Regions from separate parts of the Capsicum annuum genome. Here region 2 is linked to region 1. The links are chromatin contacts, called in public Hi-C maps. All regions are on one chromosome and are shown on one strand. Each heading gives the region's core, a stretch centred on a gene start, on an enhancer-like site or on the middle of the called end of the contact. The rest is flanking DNA. Distances are from core to core; before and after follow the strand shown. Region 1 holds the start of LOC107861248 (calcium-binding protein KRP1). Region 2 holds the start of LOC124896029 (G-type lectin S-receptor-like serine/threonine-protein kinase At1g11330).

What was found. Hi-C and Micro-C count contacts between places; a contact is called where the count stands out from the background.
Region 2: a contact with region 1 is called in a Hi-C map of leaf, with 9 times the contacts expected there. The contact joins the promoter of LOC124896029 here to the promoter of LOC107861248 in region 1. A contact is called at or near these places in 3 of 5 Hi-C or Micro-C datasets (leaf and pericarp).

The regions. Positions count from the first base shown.
Region 1 is chr2:132,377,492-132,382,156 of UCD10Xv1.1, forward strand. LOC107861248 (calcium-binding protein KRP1) reads right to left here and starts at 2,701. Exons shown (of 1, transcript XM_016706598.2): 1 at 1,917-2,701. The coding sequence starts at 2,442. The coding sequence ends at 2,098.
Region 2 is chr2:132,932,979-132,939,078 of UCD10Xv1.1, forward strand. It overlaps LOC124896029 (G-type lectin S-receptor-like serine/threonine-protein kinase At1g11330), which reads right to left and starts at 4,822. Exons shown (of 6, transcript XM_047407032.1): 1 at 3,274-4,822; 2 at 2,795-2,991; 3 at 2,510-2,720; 4 at 2,168-2,411; 5 at 1,932-2,082; 6 at 962-1,836. The coding sequence starts at 4,546. The coding sequence ends at 1,546.

The DNA.
Region 1 (4,665 bases), core at 1,451-3,950:
ATGGGAGCCTCTCCCATCGATGTTTTAAACTTAACAGTGATGGCTCTTGTAGAGGAAAGAGTGGCAACGCAGATTTAGGAGGAGTGATTAGAGACCATGAGGGGAAGTGGGTCATCGGGTTCTATGAAGGGATTGCTAAAGCTACCCCTATTCAAGCAGAAATCATGGCTCTCAGACGTGGACTCCTGATTGCAATCAACAACAACATTAAGCCTATTATTATCAATGTTGATTCACTAACTATGATACACATGTTACAAGTTGAAGACTCACATTATCATAATTTGCTACATGAGTGCAGGTCATTGATATAGGCAATCCAAACGTCTCTACCATCCCATATCTTTAGGGAACAAAATCAAGTTGCTGATGGACTAACAAAAATGGGACAATCAATCATGGAGCAAATGTGCCTTTTATTTTGTCAAGCCCCCCATCCCACCTATCCCATGTAGTCCAATGGGATTCGGAAGGAACTACATATCTAAGAGCAATTAATATTGACTCTAGTCGCCTAGTATGCCGTGATGTGGCTACTAATTCAGACAACTTTTGCAACTATGCTTAATTAATTAATATCGTCATTTTATCACCAAAAAAAAAAAAAAAACTAATGATCACTCTCAACATATGTTGGTACCTTGGATTCTTTTTTTACGCTATCATTTGAAACTACATTAACATACATATTAAATTTTTCACACTGTAAACTCTTTTAACAAAGTACATCAATAAAATTTACTACTAATACCATTAAAATAATTGAAGTTTCCATTACAATTGTATTGTACTCCCTCCGTCTTAAAATAATTGACATATTTTTTTTAAAAAAAGTCAAACGATATAAATTTTGATTAATATTTTAAGATGTATTTATTAATTATACTGAAAAAAGAAAAGTTGCAACTTATAGTACTTTTCATATAATTTTTGAATATTTAAATTTTAATTTTAAAATATTAAATTAATCTAATCTAATTTAATTTTAAAAATTAATCGTGACTTTCAAAAACCGAAACATTGCCTACTACAAGAGGAGTTATGTTATCATATTTGGAGTCATTTTTCACAGTAAATATCTTAAGAGGGTTCACACTTCACATCAACAATTGATTGTTCTGTTTTCAGTAGAGTACTTATATCGATCACGAAGAGTCAGAGTCACAAGTGCCACCTTTTTGTAATTATTGAAGAAAATTGTTTAGTTGCCATCCAACTGGGCCCATTAATTACTGAGCCTTTGGACATGAAGAACCATTTTTTTAGCAAATAGTTGACGTAACGCAAATCCTAACACATCCCACATTATATTGATACACTTCAATTTTTCAATAGTATATTTTGTAAGAAGTTGTCACATGTATTTTCATAAACTACTTCATTGTATATTTAATGACAAACAACTATTTGGATTCATCTAACAAAAAAGTTCAGATTTTTATGAGGAAATTAGAGAATTTGAAATAACATGTGATCACTGATGGTGGAGGCAGCTTACTAGGTTCTCAATAATTTATTTATACATATTAAATAAATTATTTTAACATAAATACATAATTTTAACTAACATTACTGGTTATACTGAACCAGAAACTAAAACACTATAGCTCCACCCGTAGTTGATGGTAGAGGTAATTTTGGTATTTTATACTCCCTCCATCCCAATTTATGCGGTTTAATTTAACTTTACACAAAGTTTGAAATAAGAGAAGACTTTGTTATGTACGTTTACTAAATTACCCTTATTTATGATGTCACTTTAATATTTTTTTTTTAATTATCTTTTCTTGTTGAGTGAGATCCAATAAGGATAAAAACGGATATATTATCATTAAATAATTATCAAATAAGTAAATGTAAACGCCACATATTGAAAACTAAGTTAAACATCGGGATATAAAATGGGTAGACGAGAGTAACAACCAAAAATTCATTGAATTCTGAAGAAAAGACATTAACGATGACAAAAAACAAAAGAACCATAGCAATCAACTCCAGTAATAAACTAGAGACAGACACGTAGGGGAAAAAATAACATTATAGTAGTACAATAGGGCCTAGCTAGCATAGCCTAACAATAATACTCCTAGTCCAAAATTAAAACACATTTTCAACACTCCGAGCCAACCACATTCTTGATTTGTCCATCAAATCAGGGCTCAACCTTACCATCAGCACACAAAATTCCTTCTCATTCAAGCAACCATCTCCATCCATATCCCCTTCCCTCAACATGCACATTAGTTCATCATCACTCATTCCTTCCAACCCTAACAATGCTGAATTCCTCTTCAAGCTATCGAACGTGATCACCTCCCTCTCCTCATCCATCAGCACTCGAAAACCATTCTGTAGCTCCTTCAGGAACCCTTCTGAACCGAGTTTCTCCACCATCGATGGGAAGAAATCCTCGAACACAATGTCACGTCCCAATCCAGCCATTTTGTTAATTAATAATACAAATAGATTGATATTTTGTTAGTGTATAGGAGGATGAATTGATGAAGAATAGAGGACTCAACATGGTTTATATATATATATATAAATATATATACATAAGAAGAGGGAATTTTTTTAAAAAAAAATAATGAGGAAATTTTGGAGGAAAGAGTGGGAAAGAGAAGCAGACGAAGGAAGGAACAGAAAGAGGATAAAAATAGTTGATGGATAATAGGAGTTATATCATGGGACTAGTTTCGTGGAAGTTGCATGGGAAGGTACCCAATTAATTGTCTATTCATATCATATAGCATTATATATATGATGAGCCACCACCTTTTAGATTTTGCAAGGGCAATTTCCTATGACTGTCACAACAGACAAAATTATGTACTCATGTAACGTTAATCTTACTATACTCCATTTGGTATGGTCACGCTCATCATTCTTCAGATGAAGTTCTTTTTAAATTTGCTTCTTTGGATGATATAGAGTGATTCCCACAATCATTATTCAAATGTTCCACCACAAATTTTTATTGGACAGAATTATATTGTTGAAATATTTTAAAATTATTTATCTTAGTTTTGGGGGGAATCAGTATTTTGTTGTAAACAACCAGTATTCAGTGCACAATTATGGCCAGCGGACTAATTCAGATTCAGGAGAAATGGGAAAATAGCTACTGTTTAAACTGCTAATTTAACCACTATTTTAAAAGTATTCAACTTTTTTAATGCACAAATAAAATTTGGACAAAAATATTCTTAGCTAAAACACGAAAAAACCTTTAGGAATTTTCTAAGGCAATTCAAAACTCCATGAAAAAATTTGAATTAAAAACACCATGAAAGTCGGGGTAAAATTCCAGACTTTGAACATTTCAAACTTCAGTAAAATTCTCTAAAAGCTTTTCGTATTTTAGCTATAAGTATTTTAGTACAACTTTATTTACACATTAAAAAGTCTTTTATTTTTTCTTAACCGCGGCTAGTCTGTGTAGACTGGTCCATAAATTGGCTAGCTCACCCAACCTTTATTTCAAAAAAAGTGATGACCTCTGGTAAAATTAAAGAGATGACATTCATTTCACTACATTTTTCTATTAGTCTTTTTCTCGCCTAACGTAGATTGACGGTTAATATTGGATTAATCAATTCGTATTATGTTGTTACTCCAAATATAAATTTAGAACTTCTCTTTAATTATCATCAAGTTAGCTAATCATGTTTACAAATCTTGTGCTAATATTTGAGACTGCTTATGATTGAATAAAAGATATACAAAGAACTCTGTATTTATAAGTCGTCTTCTTCCGTTTTTCTTATTTTCTTTCAAGAAAGTTTAGTGCCTGTACAAATCAAAAGGCAGAGTACTTAAAGACCCCTTTAAATTATCAACTTAATCATCTTCTTGAACTAGGATAATAGTCTTTATTCCCCCCCCCCCCCTCCCTCCCTCTTCCCCCTCTTATACGTTGATGTTCAGTGTGTTTTTAAGCAGAGTTCGAGTCGAAAAGGCCGACTTTTGGAGCAAAAATGACAAAAGGAACAATGAATACTGGAAGAAATCAAATGGAACAAAACGCCTTGGCCTAACAATTTAGAAGTCGTTGGTGGGCCAGTGACTTGTAAGTCGCTAGACCTACAGGCCACAACGACTTACAAGTCGTTGCCCTACCAACGACTTCCTTTCATTTTTTAGTTATTCCCAGCCTTTCTCTATGTAAGTTTTTCTTTGTGTTCAAGTCAAGTTATTTATATTATTTGAGTTCCTGTCAGATCCTTCAACTGTTTGTTGTTGGTCTATATTGCTTGAAGAACCAACATTCAAATTCGGTAAATATGAAGTATCACAAAGATCAAATTCACTGTCGGTAAGTTCTTGAACAATAAGTAAACGTTCAATTGACACATACATATCAAATACTAGTTAAATTAATGAATGTTCTTTGTAAACCGAAAGCTGATTTTTCAATAAATTTAGGCTCTCTGTTAACTGTTAATCGCCGCATAGTCATATAGTACAATAGTTTATATGTTTCAATTGTGTATTTTTTACTAATTTTATCCAAAAATAAAAAGAAAATATAAAAATATAATAATAGTTTAAAGAGTAAGGAAAAAATCACAGAGCAGGCGTGCGTATCTAACTCTCATATTGATGAGGTCATGCGGAAGTAAATACTTGGAGTATGCGCATGTCCGAGCCGAAAAAAGTGGTTTT
Region 2 (6,100 bases), core at 3,572-6,071, 560 kb after region 1:
TGAATGAAACATGTTGTGCAATCTGTTTCAAACAAGTGAACAAGTTACAGGCAAGACTATCGATAAAATGACACTGCGTAAAAATAGGAGTGGATAAGTAACATGCTCTCAACACTTATCACATCAGTTGAAGTAGATGCAAAGGAGAGGATAAGTGCAACATCTAGAAGTTGAGTTGATCAAGAAGTCCTGCAAAGACTATGAGATAGAAAAGAAGAGTCCTATTCAAGCAAGGAGACAGATGACAGCAAAGAGGGAGTGAAACTACTTAGGAGTCCTATTGAAGATAGAAGAGTACATCAACTAAAGGACTCCATCAGGGGTTGGCTTAAATACAACAAACGACATTCAAGTGTTTCACTTACGCACAAAAAGGATAGTCAACAATCAGCAAATCAGTTCTACAACTTGAAGAAGTAAGTGGAGGTCCTTTACTTAGAGTCATACACTTTGTGTAATAGGTTGGTCATTGAGTCATATTGAGTTGTAATCTCTAGTCTCAGTAAAGTATAAATTGAGTTAGGATTAATGTCTTCAAGTTGGGGAACTCAAAGACTTGGGATTAGTATTTTATAGAAGTAGGAGTTAGAAGTTTTAATTCCTAGTTTACAAGAAGTCTTGTAATTTGTTGATTGTTGAGGCTCAAGAGTTATAGTGAAGTAGGGGTTAAATCCTATAGAGGTGTTTTCTTACACCTTTCATGAGTCGAATGTTTTCCACGTAAAAATACTGTGTTCAAGTTTTACTTCAGTGAAACACGTTAGCTTACATGTTCCGCAGATAGGCAACTAAGTAGAGTAAAATATTAAAATTGGTAGGGCACGCACTCTAACAGAAGAGTAGATTATTTTACATACTATCACCAGTTTGTAGAATGCTTGTCTCACTCTCGTAAGTTTACAATCCCAAAAATCAGATTACACATTTCTAGGCTTCTTCATTGTAGTATTTAGTAAAGGCATCAGCAGAAGAATAGGTATGGTAACAATTTTAAGGAAAGGTTTAATCTTTACATGAATTTTGAAAATTTTACATGCTATCATCTCTGTGTCTTACTACTCCCAAGAATTCTTGTAGTACATTACCTGTGATAATGCAAATTTTCTTGGCTTGACATGAGTTTAGTTCCAAGCATTTTCTGATGTCTATTTGATGTATGCTCCCAACGGGCTTCCCCGTTGATCCAGTGACCCACTAACTGCGCTGTAAGAATGCCTTTGCCTAGAAAAGTTGTTCAGCTTCAGAGTCAGCTGTACACGAAGCTAACTCTAAATGATCTCAATCCACAAGTGGAAGAGCTTCTCTAAGTTTCTGCAACACCTGTTCAGGCTACTTGTACTCTTGAGTTTGAAGTCTAGCTTTGCTTCTTCTTGCTTGGATATGGGTTCTGCTATTAAGCATAAGTGACTTGCACGGTTTACACTTTTCTCTTGGATCTTAATGTACTGAGGTAATATAGTGTTAAACCACGACCAAAAGAATCAGAAACAGTAATAATTAGAGAGGAAAGAATAATATCATGTCTAAATAAAAATCTTAAACGTCTTATCGTCCTCCTATAATAGTAATGGTAACATTGTTCACGGAGCCTTGAGACTCTTTCTTAGAAAGGCTTGGTCTTGTTGTAAATGCAGGTTGTTTAGGACTTGGTAAATCATCAATTTCCCTGGTGAGCATAGACAAAACCATAGAGACATTTGGTCTGTCTTCTGCATATTCTTGTACGCATAATAGTCCAACATGTACACATCTCAGAATTTCCTTTTCGAGTTGCACATCAGTTATCTTGGGGTCAACCAATTCCACAATCTTGTTTCCATTCCAACACTTCCATGCCTGCAGAGAAAGCTCATTGATAAAACAATAGAAACGTGAATTACGAAAAGTTGACATTTCATGTGAAGTGTAGCTTAATTTTCATACAAACTTACATATGCTAGAAGGCTTAATGCACCATCATCTTGGTGAAAGCTAGTGTTCCTCCTTCCACTTATAACTTCCAATAACAGTACTCCAAAGCTGTAAACATCTGATTTCTCTGAGAATCTTCCTTCCATTGCATATTCAGGTGCCATGTAACCACTGCATCACGTTATAATTTTGAATGTTTACTTGGTGTATTATTTTCAATCATGAAAAGATAAAAGAGAAAGATACAACAACTTACTAGGTTCCAACAACTCTGCTTGTGTTGGCCTGATTTTGGTTGCCTGCAAAAATCCTTGCCATGCCAAAATCTGAAATTTTGGGGTTCAGTTGTTCATCCAACAAAATGTTGCTTGCCTTCAAATCCCTGTGAATAATCCTCAGTCTTGAATCCCTGTGAAGGTAAAGGAGGCCCCGACCAATTCCCTCAATTATGATCACACGTTTACTCCAATCAAGGAACTCTTCCTCTTGTTGCTGTGACCCTGAAAGTACATTGCAAATTTGACAAGTTTAAATAAAGAAAAGTTTCTTCTAGCTAGACGCCATGGAAAATAAAAGAAAACTAATAGTAATAACTAACCAAAGAGATAGGCGTCCAAGCTTCTTTTTGGCATGTATTCATAAACCAGCATCTTTTCCCCTCTTTCTATGCAGCAACCAAAAAGTCTAACAAGATTACGATGTTGAAGTTTCGAAATCACCACAACCTCATTCATGAACTCCGCTAGCCCCTGACCAGAAGACTGTGAAAGCCTTTTCACAGCAATTTGCTGTCCATCTGGCAATTTCCCCTGCAATTACATCATATACTTGAATATTTTTTCTTAAAAACATTAATAAGACACTAGATCAAACAAATCATTACTTTGTAAACTGGACCAAAACCTCCCTGTCCAAGCTTACTGGACAGATGAAAATCCTCAGTTGCATTTGCTAAGATGTCGAAGTTGTATACAAGCAGCTCTTCAAATTTAGCTTGATTGATTTCCTCTGTAACCATGTTTTCCTTGTAATAGTTTGGCAATGTTTCTCTTAATAAGAGCTCACTCTTTCTATTACGTCCTGATTCAAAAACACGTTAAAGTGATTTGAAATCTGAATGATTAAAGCTACTGCAGATTTTCTAATGTTTCAGATAAGCTTGTTACCTCTACGCTTTGCTAAATATTTGTAGGAAATATATCCGATAATGACAAGAATTATTGAGCCTACTGGGACTATGATGGCAATGACTACTTTATATTCTCTTTTTTGATCTGCACTATGAAAAAGGTGTCAATTTATACATGTCTTTAGCAAGCAGAGGTTTATAGCTAACATTATAGTTCTGAAAAGAAGTCTTACCAAGCTCAAAGTACGAAAGGCGAAGGAATAAATCTGCCCCAGCCGTGGAGAATTTTTGAACATCTAGTAAGTTTCCTTCCCAATGCATGCATCCTATGCCTATGTGGTTTGAATAAGCTATGCAAGAAATATTCCTCAAGCAACCCTTGTGGCAATCTTCATCTGCGAAAGGTACCCAAATGGCAGAATCCGGCACTTTCATTGACTGCAGCTTCAAAAACCAATCTTGCTTTCCTTGCTCAAGGTTAGAGTTGTTTCTTTCGCTCTCTAACATGGCGTTTCTGATGCATCCACGACTCCAGTTTCCTTTCGCCCATTCCTCTTCATTTTTCGGCTTAAATCCCTTTAAACAAGAACAGATTGGTGAACTTCTAGGATCACAGCTTCCAAAAGGTCCACATTTTCCATAAAAATCACACTCAGTTGCAGGAAATTCCCATGTTACTTCCCAATCATTCTTACTAGGATTCAAATATTTCTGCTGCAAAAAACCTGTTGAGTTCAAGGTGAAATAGGCCAACTCAGCCTGATTTGCATATAAAAAGGACACGTACGCAGTGCCCTTGTTGTCATTTACTAGATCAAATCCATTGAGATAGAAAGAAGTCATGTCTGGTACTCCAATAAAAACCTGTTTATTCCATGGACCGCTACGCCAATGAGGTTTGCCATTCTTCCGTATAAAAATCTGCGGAACAGTTTCAGGTTGAATACCAGCTGAGAAACTCCCAACAGATGGATCTGAAGGACTTATCCATGATTTCAGCAGATTTGTCATGTTAGTACTTTTATCAACGCCAAGTTTCATTGACTGCAAGAACGAATCTGAAGGATCCCGAAAACTTTCCCAGAGAACTCTCCCATTGGAGCTGTCCTGTAGAACTAAGTTTCCAGTATCCCTGAGCTGGACAGTAGAATTTCTCACAGCTGGCGAAATATTTGATGACCATATACTCTCATTCTGTGAGTCCAAGATTACAAGATTTCCATCATCTGATATTGTCGCTCTTCCACTAGAATCCTGTAAAGGTTTCTCTCTGTTGGCTACCCATACAACAGTTGGTGATTGGATATTAAACATAACACCAACGTAACGATCCGTCGAAGTCTCAGGACTAAAGAACCCGAATTTGAATCTTTTGTCATTGGAGACTAAAGTTTCTGAATCTCGCAGGGATTTATTGGTGTTAATAATATCTGAAGCAGTTGCTATAGAAAAAAACAGAACAAGAACAACTGGAAATAGACGTATCTCGCTTGTGCTTAATTTCATTGCTTATGAAGTTTTATTATGCCAATTTGCATGAAAATTAATTTGCAGTAGATCTTTGATATTCTCTCGCACTGTTGGGGTGGATCAAATGCGTTGACTGAGCCGTCATGTTGGAATTTATGCACTGATTATTATAGGTAAGTAGCCATTAGCTCACGGAGAATAATCAAACCACTTCCATACTTCTATAAATTATAAATGTCCAATAAGTATAGTTTTTTAAATAGGTATGAACATTCAACGTCAACTAGTATAGTCTTTACATGTGAATACAGATCACAAAAATGTAAAGGTAGCCAATTACGTCTCAATTTCATGTGAGTTGGTGTCAGCTATATGAATCTTCACTAATCATATTTTATTCATCTCTATGTCAACATTAATTATACAAAACACAAAAATTAAAAGATAACCACACAACAAAACCGAAAAGAACAAGTGGATTTGGACTTGATGCTTAGTTTGAACATGGTGGTTCAAATGTGACATGATTAAGAAAGGGAATATTGACTGGACATCCTTTACTAGAATAAGATTGTCAACATAATGTGTTATGTGTGGGTAGGAAACTTCCTAGGAAAAGGTATGTAAAAGTCAAAAAAAAGCTGAAGGGTCAGAAGAATTGACAAAAGAGGGTGGTGGACAGATGATTAGAGATCTAAAGGAATAAAAGTACATTAAAGAGTTAGGAGTATGTTTGTTGGGGAGTAAATAAGGGAATATTCAGGCAAGATGAAAATTACTGCTCCTTTAGGAAATTATAACAATACTAAAATATAAAAATGCATGTAAATCGACCACTCTATTGAATTAACTCAATTGTCAATTTTCCCGGTCTGTTAGCTAGACCAATTCTCACATTAAACTCACCTTCTCGTCTTTCCTTGTTTACCATGAATTTGAATTAGTCGGATTTCAATACGAATGTTGGACACAATATTTTGATTTTATCAATTTCCTTTCATATTTAATTACTCTTGGAAGCAATGAGAAGGGATCAACAAAGACACATTAGTGACAACAGCCTTACTGAATAAGAGTTGTATGGCTATTATATTCAATCTATATGGTTATTGCTCTTTTGAACTTCTCTTTCGCTTATCTAAATAAAGAAAACTAAAAGATAAAATAAAATAAAATATATATTTCCCTTATGATCACGCAAGAGAAAGCTGACTTGGGATTTGCTGCTCGAAAATGACCAGAGTCGTCATGATCACCTTAACTTGAATCTTTGATAATAGAATAAGATATATTCAAGGAAAAAGACAATGGGAAAAAAGATCTTCAAAACTGAAAATTGATTATATTTCAATTACATTTTAAATGGTGGCTAAATTTCAAAATGTGGAGCAAGAGATGGCCATTTTTACTCATTCTTTGTATTACACGTCTGTTCTGCAAAACGTAGTGCATGCTTTGGGCTTACGATTTCAGATTAGCAAAAGAAGCCCAGTATAACATTTGGATATGTTTTTTGATAACGCTATTAGTTGTATAGTGTGCACTATAATCAATCAATCATGATAATGAAATCTCGAAGGAGATTTACAA